Regions from separate parts of the Bos taurus genome. Here region 1 is linked to region 2. Evidence: chromatin contacts called from public Hi-C data. All regions are on one chromosome and are shown on one strand. Each heading gives the region's core, a stretch centred on a gene start, on an enhancer-like site or on the middle of the called end of the contact. The rest is flanking DNA. Distances are from core to core; before and after follow the strand shown. Region 1 overlaps TTC28 (tetratricopeptide repeat domain 28). Region 2 overlaps TTC28 (tetratricopeptide repeat domain 28).

Region 1 (6,006 bases), core at 3,214-5,713, 340 kb after region 2:
AGAAGACCTGAGAGTTCCTTGGACAGCAAGGAGATCAAACCAGTCCATCCTAAAGGAAATGAGTCCTGAATATTCATTGGACGGACTGATGCTGAAGCCAAAGCTCCAATACTTTGGCCACCTGATGTGAAGAGCCATCTCATTGGAAAAGACCCTAACGCCATGAAAGACTGAGGCCAGGAGGAGAAGGGGGCGACAGAGGATGAGATGGTTATATATCATCACAACTCAATGGAAATGAGTTTGGGCAAACTCCAGGAGACAGTAGAGGACAGGGAAGCCTGGCATGCTGCAGTCCATGGGGTTCCAAAGAGTCACACACAACTGAGCAACTGAATAACAACAACTAGACAAAAGAGAGACATCACAGAATGTTAAGGAGAATAATACGTGTATTTCTTTAAATAATTATTCTAGAAGAAGAAAGAAGGAAAGTCAGAGGAAAAAAGAGACAAGAAAAAGAAAACTCATTAGGATGTCATTTGCAATATATCCAGCAAGTGACAATGAGGCATTTGACTCTAACAGTGAGGAGTCAGATGTCAAAGATTAAATGACACGCCCAAGGACACAAGTCTTGGGAACTGCCAGAACCAAAACCTAGGTCTCTAGGTTGCACTGATCCAGGAATGATGTATAGAACAGATCTGCAGAAAGACCTTTATCATGAAATTTCTAAGACTTCTCTTTAAAACTGCTTTGGTCACAATGCTTATTTTTAAGTTCAATTTTATATTATAAACAAACTGTGGTCCAAAATGAAAATGATAATATCAACTAGCACAGCATTTAGGCAGGTAACTAAGTAAAATTTAGTATGCTGCTGCTGCTGCTGCTAAGTCACTTCAGTCGTGTCCGACTCTGTGCGACCCCAGAGACGGCAGCCCAACAGGCTCCCCCGTCCCTGGGATTCTCCAGGCAAGAACACTGGAGTGGGTTGCCATTTCCTTCTCCAATGCATAAAAGTGAAAAGTGAAAGTGAAGTTGCTCAGTCGACTTAGCAAAAGCGATCGCTTAGCGATCCCATGGACTGCAGCCCACCAGGCTCCTCCGTCCATGGGATTTTCCAGGCAAGAATACTGGAGTGGGGTGCCATTGCCTTCTCCAAAATTTAGTATAGTTGTATTAAAATTTGAAGCTGAGCTTTCTAATCTAAAAACAAAATACTTCATTATAGAAAAAGTGCAGGGATTTGAAATACGATTTTTTTGGTAAAAGTAATAAGCTATTTCAAGACACAAATTTATGGGATGCAATCCTTATAAGTGAGCTTTGAAATAAGCTTTTTAAATGAAGCCCTATCAGAGAAGTCATTTAAGAAGCCAGATTCACATTATATTAATGTGACAAGTATAATAAGATAAATACATCATATGATTCTCAAATGACATAATGTAGCTTATGTGACATATTCCTATTAATGATCTTTTATTATGTGTGAACAGTAAAATAACATTAGATAAGCAATGAAAAAATCCAATCAGTAGCAGCTTTCCTGAAGGTTTTGACTGCAGTCTTATTTACACAGTGTTATCTGATACTAATCCTTGGATTTTAAAGAGCAAAAATCACTTCAGAATTGTAAACAAACATGTTCCTATGAGATGATCATTTTAATTACTATCATTTCTGCAAATACAAGATAGAAATAAGGTGCTGCATGATCGCCTCTTAAGGTGAAAACAGGGGAAAACAGATTCTGCCAGGCCAATAAGGTTATGTTAATAAAAGAATCGTGACCCTGGACCCGAGCCTAGTCCACAGAGCCTGACAGTGTGTCTTAACAACGACTACTATGGAACCTGTGTGGAGAGTGTAGCTGTCCCCTCCCTGGTACTGTCTACGAAAGATCAGAAGTGAGTGTCAAAACATTGTTGTTTTCTTTAATAATCCACTACAGTCTAATACCTATGAGCCAAATGAAATATTTTGAACTTTTTTACATTTAAAGATCATACGACCCTAAAAACAGATACAAGTTTTACAAAGCAATATTTCTTATTTACTTTTACATCAAATAAATATCTACTGAGCAACTGTATTATCCTTGGCACCAAAAAAAGAGGTGTGAAGTATTGTTTCTAAACTCAAGGAACTTGAGAGGCTGATTTAAAAAAAGGTGGGGGGAGGGGTGGTTTACTATCAGTAAAGCACAATCTATCTAAAAGAGCATAGATTTTAAATGCTCCAGGAATTCAGAAGTAGATGAAATCACTGTTTCTTCAAGAAGGGGAGGGAAGAAGAGCATCTTGGTGGTAGTATCCAGAAGTGAGGGAGCAAAGCTACAGCTAACTAAGCTCCTCACTGGTCCTGAGGGCGGAACATGATTAATCATGTTCTGGTGGTTTCTTTGTGGAAAAAAAAGGTAGCAGACCCTAATTGAATACTCCAAAGCCCACATCTTGAATTTTAGTATTTACTTAAACCCAGCAAATAAGCAGAGGAAAGAAGAGTAAAGAGCTCCCTTTCAATCATATACCCTAGCTGCATGCACAGTTAGAAACAAAGAAACTTAGAACCTATGGTCATGGTCTTACGGTGAGCCCAGAATTTACAAAAGCCAGCACTGGCAGTGGCTGACAGGGCACCATGACAGCAAGTTAGCAACCAATCCTAGCCATGAGGCCCAGCTACACCCAGTGCTGCTTGGATCAGTATTCGACTGCTGAACGTCCTAGCTTTGCTGAATCACATCAATGTAGTATCACTCTGCATGTGTGGCATAAATGGCTTTTATGAAACAGTTTGACAAAACACATGGCACGTGACTGTAGCACCACAAACGTGTTAGCATACCCAGCCGGAGACCACGGCAGTGACTGGATCTGTGAGTATTCTTGCAGGTGTAAAAAATAAAAATAATCTTTGTAAAGAATTATTTGTGGCCTCTAGGAGTTGAATATTCTTTCAAGGAAGCTTCCGTTTCCAATGTAGAAGAAGCAACAAGAACTGTTCTCCAGCCACCTCCAAATAATCACACAGTATTTGATAGCTCAGCTTATTTTTTAATCTTCCATGAACTCTGTAGAATTTTATCTGGATCCTTATAACATGATGATTTGGGATTATGAATGCAGTGAATAAACACAACCTTCTGGTATAGCAATTTAAGTAACACAGAGTGAGTAAATACTTCAGAGTGAATCGTAACACTTGAAACAGAATCTTCCAGAGCCCAGAAATCCACCTGACTGCCAAGAATAATACTTCCGTGGTTCAAGCAATACCAGTACCCAGAGGGGTTTCCACAGACATAACCACATAAGTTACTGCGTACTGGGTAAAATAGAAAAAACAGACATTTATGAATGTATATTTTGCAGACATTTTAAAAGTACTCAAAAATATACAATTTACAAATACAGAAGAAATTGAAGGGAGGGCTCTAGGAATACACAGCATATGTTTGAATTGCTTGATCATATCATTTCTTCTATGGGTTTTCCTCACCCTACTCTGATTTTTATAGGTCAGGAGTGGGGGGGAAGATGCATGGATCTCTTATCTAAAATACATGAAATCAATCTCACTGAAAGAAGCTCTATGATAAGAACTAATATATGAGAGATTCTGACTTCAGGATGAGGTAGAAATGACTTCGTTTCAGATAGCAAATTAGATAGCAAAGAAAACCTTTCAATTCACCAGGATATATTGAAGCAGTGTTTGTTAGATTTTCTAGCAATAAAACAAATGCACAATATCTTCTCATGCATTTCACACAATTTCCATTTCAGCTCTGATGTAAAACATGGTATCACACATCATGCCACAAAGAAAGAAGTCAGTTTAGCTAGTTCAAGTAAAACGCCAGGCAGCTGCTAACAGAGACAGGTCATGGCTGGGGAGGCACACAGCACATACAGTTCACTATGTTTTCCCTCAGAAGAATGTCAATAAAAACCAGGCCAAATTAGGTATTGGGCGGGGGGCGCGGGGGGGGGGGGGGCGCGCGGGGGAGGAGTCCTGCTATGCAGTGAACCAGTGCGTTCACCTAACAGCACCAGACAAGTTAGCAAAACGGAGCCCTAGCCAAAGCTACAGCCGCCAACAACTTGAAGAAAGCTGTCTTTCTCCCTGAATGTCCTGGGGTAGCGACCAGTCCCACATTTAGAAACGTTATTTCTGGGGCCAATAGCAATTTATTTTGATAGAACCACTGGATTTTTTTTTTCGTGAGTTCTCAACAAAGGAGCCATATTAGGAAATAATCTCGCAAAAAGCAAAGTGCCCCCTCCCCTTCTTCCCCGCGATCGATGCACACACACCCGTGCAGGCTGCCACGCAAAGACACACGCCCGTGACAATGGCTGGCGTGTTCACTCGCGCTGGCCCACGCGGCCGCCTGGAGCCCCGCGGGTAGAAGGCCCAGCCGGCCGGCCCCAGGCGCTCAGGCTGGAGGCCCCGCGGCCCCGCTGCCCGGGAACCAGCTGCTGGGCGGTTGTGCTGGGGATGCTCGCCCCCCAGCGGGGCCCTGGGGAAGCGGCTGCCAGCGGCTCAGAGCCTATTAACCCCTGGGGGAAGTAGGTGCTACAACACCCACCTGCGGGGACATTGGAGTGTGTCGGGAACACAACCCCAAATGGTTCCCCGCAGACGAGGCGCCACCGAGTTCTTAGACCCTGGCAGCTCCTGGCTGGCTCCGGCAAAGCTAATCGTGTTGCTAGCTCCACCGGGTTTCTAAAGCAAAGGGATGTTTCTGAGCTGTCACCCCTGAGAGTCCAGGCATACCAAGAAGGAAAAACTTAAAGAGGGCAGTGGACGCAGATCAGACTTGGTAACTCGACCCTAAGGAACTGGCCTAAGTCCCAAAGGGACAGAGCTATTTGGACCTGCCCGTCCAGCAAACTATGGAAGGGGTGGAAGGACCCGAGGGCAGCCGCCCCCTGTCACCCCTCCCTGGGTCGGGCACCAGGGCCCCGTCCCCACTCCGGGACACTTACCTTCTTCCGGGGCTGCCATTTCATCATATTTGTACAGCCGATATGTGGAACATCAAGATGCTGGCTGGGGGCTGGGGGCAGATGCAGGGCAGCGGCGACTCCAAGTCATGCTGCCTCCCTCCCACCCCCTAATTCTTTCCCATATTCACCGCGAAGGGAAAGAGCCCAGGAGAGTCCAGTCTTTTCGCCTTCAGTTCAATGAAGTATCCCCAAACCAGGAACACGCTCCCCACGGGGCTAGGAAGTCCCAGCAGCAACCAGCGTACTCCAGCCAGAGCGGAGCATTTTCCCCTCGGGCCAGCGCCCGCAAAAGGAGCTTGCAGCAAGGGGTCTCCAAGCCGGCGCAGAGACCCTCCCTCAGAGAAGAGCCGGAGAACGCAAGCTGCTACAGAAACCCAGTCGGGTTCCTGCCATCCAAACCCCTTTTGACGAATTCTCCTCTTCTTAAAAAAAGATTAGACAAGCAATCAAACCCTCACACGCAGCCTGGAGCAATTCCCAAAATTCTGAGTGTATTTCTCGTTTGTAAAATTTAGCAAAGAAAATTCCAAAGATCTGTAATCAGAGCTTCTTTACGCTGTTTTCTCTTCCTTCTTGGATAACTTGGGGAAAGGATCTACCCTTCCCGAAATGTCTACCTTCCCTTAACACTGTAAATAGGAAAACTTGGTTTGTGTGTTTAGATTTTTTTTTTTTTTTTTAATTCCCAAGAACCTTAGTGGGGAAAGGCTGGAAGGAAATCCTGCAAGAACCCAACTCCACAGCTCAGTCTGCACTAATGACTTCCTTCCCTTCAGTGCGAGCACAGCCTGCCCAGCTCCAGCCACACAGAGCAAATGGTTTCTGGGTCTTAGTGCCACGACATCTGCTACATAGCAAAAAGTAAAGCATACAGTTTCAGAGGCACCTCACAGCTCCCAAGGAATCAGAACCAGAAGAGAACTACAGAAGCAGGAGACCATTTCAAAAGATCTTGATTTGTGAGTTATATCAAGAGGAAAAAAGAAATAGAAAAGGTTTCTAGACCAAAGGGCTATATAATCTAAAAGTGTGACTTAAAGGA
Region 2 (6,584 bases), core at 391-2,890:
GGAAATAAAGGACTGACGTGGTCTTATTACTTTTCCTGTGGATGAGGGAAGGGTGCAGGAGTGAGACCACTTTAAACGTAGTTTGCAAGGCTGGAGATGAAGGAGTGGAAGGAATGTACTCGAACTCCATGTCTGCGGGTTTGGTGTCTTGGGAGGCTCATGGTATCACTGACACACAAATCAGAGGGAAAAGGATGACTTCAGGCTTGGATGGAGTCTCTAAATAACCTCCTGGGCCCCTCGAACTTCAAACCTCTCTGATTCCATGTTTCCGAGTGTGGTTTTATGATCATGTTATGTTCTGAAGTTTATTTGTGTTATTTCGATGCCTTCAGATTGATGGTAACATCCTGAAAGCAGGAAGCAAGCTTTTACATCTTTAATATTCTATGGTATTTTAAATAGAGCTCGACAGTTGAATTTTTATCATCTTTTAATAACTGCTAGTAATCAGGACCCATATGCATTTGCTGGATTTTAAATAAATAAAATATCTGTGTTATGAAAATAATAATCATTTATGCTCTGGCCATCTAATCTGGGGAGGCAGCACTTCTTGGCAGAAATAGGTACATACTGAATTTGAATTCCAGTCCTACTACTTTCAAGTTGCATATCCACTGGCAATTTACTTCCTCTCTCTGTGCCTCTGTTTCTTCAAATGTAAAATAGGTGAACACCAGGCATTAAATGGCATACCTAAAGCACCCAGGACAATGTTGAAACAGAGGCAGGCTCAGAGACTGGTTACAGTGAGACAGCTTTCTTAGTATAGGTTTTTATAATAAGCCCTCACAATATTGCTTGTTCCAATATTTTATTGAAAGCAAGAGACAAAAATATTTCTGAAATCATAGCAGATTGCATTACAACTCTGAATATACAGTAATGGAAATCAATTCCCCTAAAATCAGGCTTACAACACTGGACAGAAGCCTGGACACAAGGGGAACCCTCTCGCATCTAACTGTCACTGACCAGCGATAAGACAAAGAAAGGCACGGATTTTCTCTTCACTTCAGTTTTGTGAACTGTAAAGTGGAAATAATAATACTATAATACTTGCTCTTATCTGTTTTCTAGATTATAATAAGAGTAAAATGAGACATGGGATAAAAATATTTCAATGCTGTATGATGTAAAATATTTTATTGTTGAACAGGCCTAATTACACCCCTGCCCAATAACTTCATACTCTCAACATCAGCTCTATGTTCAGAATGAAGGTGGTAAAGTAGTTTTCCCACAACTATTGTGAAACACCTTCCGTGCCCTCAAGAAGCAAGAGGCAGACGTGTCAAAAGTAAATGGTGAGATTTTCTCTGGAAATGTACCTGGAAAACGAATACCGGCCAACTCCAAGGAGAATTAGGTCATGAGAAAGCGAGATGGGAGAGAGACTGTTCACCATTGTCTCTTTGAACCCTTGAAGTTCATACCAATTATAAATACTACTGATTGAAAAACTAAAGTAAGAATGTAAACGGTGGATGAATAGGAGACACGTTTAAAGAGAGCTATCAATGCGTCATTTTGATACATTATACACAGGAATGTGTGGCCTTCTCTGTTGCATCCAGAAACCAACAACGCCTCTGGTATTCCAGCCAGGCCACCCCCTCACACAGCAACTTGGCAGCAGCTGCTAAACCTCACGGGGCCAGCCAGGATGGACTCTGACCACACTGGGTATTTCCTTTCAGTGATTATGGACACACGTTCTCTTCCCAAAGTGGCATATGCAAGGGTAATTATGCTTCCCACCAAGACGAGATTCTTCCAAAGAAGGAAGTGAAAACCCGTGGATGCCGAAGAAAGTACTGGTTCCTCACAATCTACGTACTTAGCCTTCCACTGACTTAGTGTATGCTCCGAGGTCACTGAGAATCTGTGACCGAGGCAAGCTGACATTCTTTCCAGACTGCTCTGCCATAGAACATTATTATTCTTCATAAAATGATCAGGCCAACAGGGGTCAGGCATGCTAACTGTGATCATTTTTCATTTAAAAAAACACCCTATAAGGCCAAAATAATTTAATAAAACATGTTTTCTCTGGTTAAACTGAGGGCCAGTGAGCTCCTTTGACAGCTGTGCTACAGTGTTTAAAGACAGTTCAAGCCTCCCAGCCTCGTCTGCCCTTCAGAAGGGCAGACTTCCCTTCTTCCTACTGTTTTTTATTTATTTTTACTGATACCATGACAAAAATATTCAATTTTAATTCTAATAAAGAATAGGGTAAGAAGAGCATTCGGTACCATTTCATAATGCAGGCTGTCGTTCTCAGGCCCTGGCCCTGGGTTTACAGAGAAGGGATTTTGGTTTGGACTATGCACAGCTAAAACCTTGCTTGTTCCCTGAACGTTTATCCCAGCTAGGTAATTTTCTGCCAACACAAAGACATTACTAGGAAATGCACATATTTTATACTTGACTTGTTCTTACAACATTTGCTGGACCAAATCAGAATATTAATTTTCTGGTTTTCTCTAGAACTAGAAAGTGAGCCTCCTCCCTTCTATGTACAGTATTTCTTGGTAGAAGGCAGATGCTCAACATGACTTAACTGTCCAGCAGGTTTTTAAACGGTTCCCTTTACTCCTAAAATAACAGACCATGTAGAATATTTAACCCAAGAGCCTCAGAGAGCACAGGGCAAAATGATCTTGAGTCTTCCTTGGACAAGTGGGACGGTGTGTCTTTCTCAAATGCAAACTTCCTGCCCTGGCTGTGGGGGGACACCACCAGCCACGGCCACACACCGTCTGGTCCCTTCGCACCTTTCCAGCCTGTTTCTAGGGGTGTCTGGGTCAAAGTTCTCCCTACACTCGACATTCCAACTGTGCTGCCCTCCCTGCCTCTCCACCCCGGAGGCAGCTGCCCCACATCCCGAGCCTCAGCTTGTGCTGCACACTCCAAATGGGGTTCACCCTGCCTTGCAGGCTTGGCAAAAACTCACTGCACCTCCTCCTCTAGGAAGCCTCTCCTGACTAAACCCTCTTGGAGGCACAAGTGCTCCCAAGACCTCTGTGAGCCTCTCCCACTTTTCTCATCAGTGACAGCAGCAACTGCATGAAGGCTGCTAATGTGCCCAGCTCTCTCCTACTGTTTTTCAGGTATTATTATTTTATTGTTATAAAAACCCCATGAGATTAAACTGTCTGCCAAAGGTCATACAGCTATTAGCAGCAAATCCAAACAGAATGCATTTGTTTTTTATCTTTCTCCTTTTAGACTGAGAGCTCCTTACCACAGGAAAGCTGTTGGTTTCATCTCTGCAACCCCAGTACCCAGAAGACAACCAGACACATAGTACACATGTGACAAATATTTGCTGAATAAATGTCTCAATAACTGGACTTCTCAGAGATGAGACCGATTGCATTATCTATTGTAATACAAAATAATGAAAATTCCAACTTGAAGAAAATAAAAGATCTGAAAACATAGGGACAGGTAAGATGAATGCTGCTACTTCTGCTGCTAAGTCACTTCAGTCGTGTGCGACTCTGTGCGACCCCATAGACGGCAGCCCACCAGGCTCCCCCGTCCCTGGGATTCTCCAGGCAAGAACACTGGAGTGGGTTGCCACTTCCTTCTCCAATGCATGAAAGTGAAAAGTGAAAGTGAAGTTGGTCAGTCGTGTCCCACTCTGAGCGACCCCACAGACTGCAGCCTTCCAGGCTCCTCCGTCCATGGGATTTTCCAGGCAAGAGTACTGGAGTGGGGTGCCATTGCCTTCTCCAAGATGAATGCTAGACCTCTGTAAAACTTTTACCTGTGCTTTCGAATGTCTTTATTCATGACACTCATATACCTACTGCCCTGTGAATGCCTAAGGACAGGAGAGTGTGAAGTTGCTCAGTTGTGTCCGACAGGAACCATGTCTTTTCTTGGGGCCCAGTATAGTAACTGGCCTTATGGGGATATTAAGCAACTAGCTGCTGAATGAATAAATGAATTAAAAAATTTCAAACTCTATTTGAAAGGCTCACTTACTCAGAAAAATGCTTCTAACATCATCCACACTACATTGCAAACCCTTCACAGCCGCTCTTTTAACTAGAGTAGAATTGCACTAAGTGACATCCTATTGATTTATTACTTTCTCAGCAGCGCCACATAGCTTGCAGGATCTTAGTTCCCAGATCAGGGATTGAACCTGTGCCCCTTTGCACTGGAAATACAGAGTCGTAATCGTTAGACTGCCAGGGAATAACCTGCTGCCGGTCTCTTTTCCCACTTTGATTTAAGCAGCTTCAGATTTATTCTGGAACCCACATGCCCAAGCCATGTAGAAATTAAGTAGATCAGTTTATTTATATACTACTGACTGAAATTTAGTTCATCTGAAGGCTTAGTGTGACACAGAAAATAATTCAGAACTTTATTATTACAGCTCAAATTCCATCTCTATAAATACTGACACCAACCCCAGGCAATGCCCATCTGTCTCAAACACAGGAAAACTACTACAGTGAGAGACGTGGCATGAGCCTTGGCAAATCTAACGAAAGCTTATCCACAGTAAACACTTGCCTCTTGAGAGAGACAAATGGCTCTGTTGGAAAGGGCAGTAGATGGGAACCTGGAGGCCTGGGTCCAAGTTCCAACTTTATCCTTTAGCTGTGTGATCTTGGGTAAGTCAGTTTTTGAGGCTCAACTTCCTTGTCACAAAAAGAGGGATCCTAACAGTTGTCTTACCTATCGCCAAGGGTTACTGTAAAGATTAACTGAGGAATGAATATATGTGAAGATGCCTGGTAGACGTTATTTAAAGTTCCCATATAGAACAGGTGGTATTATTATTATTATTGTCAGAGCTGATACCTCATTGCATTCTGGGCTTGCACACACTTACTTCTCTCCCCTAGTCCCTGTGGATAAAGGGTTTAAACCTCTGAAGTCTCTATGTCCTTATAACTGTTTCTTTCTTTCAAATGAAGTCAAATATACAACAGATTCAACTCTGTTTCAAGGTTGAGCTAAAATCACCAAAGCAATTATTTAGGGAGAGTTCAGGGAATTGTATGTAAGATTAAACGATCACTTTAATGTTTGAATGGAAACTGGGTAAATTCTCAAGGACTGCTGAATTATTTCTTTCATGATATGGCTTGATATGTACTCTTTTCATTTCAAGAAATACCTTGGGTAATGAAGGATTTATTTTTTGAAGATATTCTTTAAGCCAAAGGACTTTTATTTTTCAATGAGAAACCATGATCCGTGCTCTCAAATTCACCTTAGTAAGACTGTTTAAATGATGTGTTAGATTGCCCTGTGACAGAATATTTCTCTACTTTTTCATCTTGTATATTTTCCTACACTGCTCTTTCCTCCATTTTACTGCTGAGACTGGAGAATACCCAGTACTTGGAGATTCAATGGAAGTTGCCAGAAGGGGAGGAGACAACTGTACTAAATTCTCCAAAGGGACAGCAAAAGTCTGGAAAGGCACTGAATGAGTAATTTTCTGTCTTTTTCTCATCCTCAAACAAAATCATTTGAAAATGCAATTCTAGAGCCCCAGAAGGCATAGCACTCTTTGCTTTTGAGAAACCCTTTCTAAAGCCCACATCCAGTTCTACCATTTAACTAGCTGTGAACCCCTGACAATTGCTTGAGTAACTCTGAGTTTCTCTGGGCTTCCTGCTATGTAAAATGGAACCACAATCACCACCTCAGAGGACATCACAGTGAGCGAGTATGGACGCCTGTGTCTGGCACAAGGAAAGGGTCGTGAAGGCCATTTCTCTCTTCTTCCCTGAAAGAAGCAAGTTGAGAGGTTCTAATAGGGAGTCAGAGTTAAAATATGAGTGTTAAACAGAGCCCCCAGGAAGGCATTTTACATATCTTGGTTTGTTAATACTATTTAGTAGTGTAAGATGAAATCAAAGCTGTACACATACACTAAAAAATCCTACCTGCCATGAGAAACTGAAATGCCTTGTATTTTACAGAACCTGGATTCTCTTGCCTACTTGACTCATTTTCAAAGATAAGTTAGACAATAGCTTTTTTCCTCTTTGTAACTTTCTCCCATCTCTAATTCTCTATCCTTCTAAACCTAGCCATTTCCATCATTCAAAAATACCATAATCCGCATTCACTACAAACTCTGGTGAGTTTTCTCTCCAGAACTTAAAAGTCAACACTGAAATAAAGTAGGAGGAAGCAGATTAAAACAAACAAACAAACAAACAAAAACTAACACATTCAGTTCAGTTCAGTCGCTCAGTCGTGTCCGACTCTTTGCAACCCCATGAATTATAGCACGCCAGGCCTCCCTGTCCATCCCAACTCCTGGAGCCTACCCAAACTCATGTCCATCAGTCGGTGATGCCACCCAACCATCTCATCCTCTGTTGTCCCCTTCTCCTCCTGCCCCCAATCCCTCCCAACATCAGGGTCTTTTCCAATAAGTCAACTCTTCGCATGAGGTGGCCAAAGTATTGGAGTTTCAGCTTCAGCATCAGTCCTTCCAATGAACACCCAGGACTCATCTCCTTTAGGATGGACTGGTTGGATCTCCTTGAAGTCCAAGGGACTCTCAAGAGTCTTCTCCAACACCACATTAGCTT

Evidence for each region. A called contact is a pair of places that touch in the nucleus more often than the background predicts.
Region 1: a contact with region 2 is called in a Hi-C map of skeletal muscle, with 4 times the contacts expected there. The contact joins two enhancer-like sites. A contact is called at or near these places in 2 of 11 Hi-C or Micro-C datasets (liver and skeletal muscle).

What each region holds. Positions count from the first base shown.
Region 1 is chr17:67,795,343-67,801,348 of ARS-UCD2.0, forward strand. The region is part of intron 2 of TTC28 (tetratricopeptide repeat domain 28); the gene reads right to left. Among named protein-coding and RNA genes, the nearest start is that of TTC28, 170 kb to the right of the region's middle. Within about 2 kb of position 4,464, at least 78 of the 102 cell types and tissues checked have an H3K27ac peak or open chromatin away from gene starts, as enhancers often do. A contact at or near this core is called in liver and skeletal muscle, where this site is marked.
Region 2 is chr17:67,457,776-67,464,359 of ARS-UCD2.0, forward strand. The region is part of intron 12 of TTC28 (tetratricopeptide repeat domain 28); the gene reads right to left. Among named protein-coding and RNA genes, the nearest start is that of PITPNB, 130 kb to the left of the region's middle. Within about 2 kb of position 1,641, at least 10 of the 102 cell types and tissues checked have an H3K27ac peak or open chromatin away from gene starts, as enhancers often do. A contact at or near this core is called in liver and skeletal muscle, where this site is marked.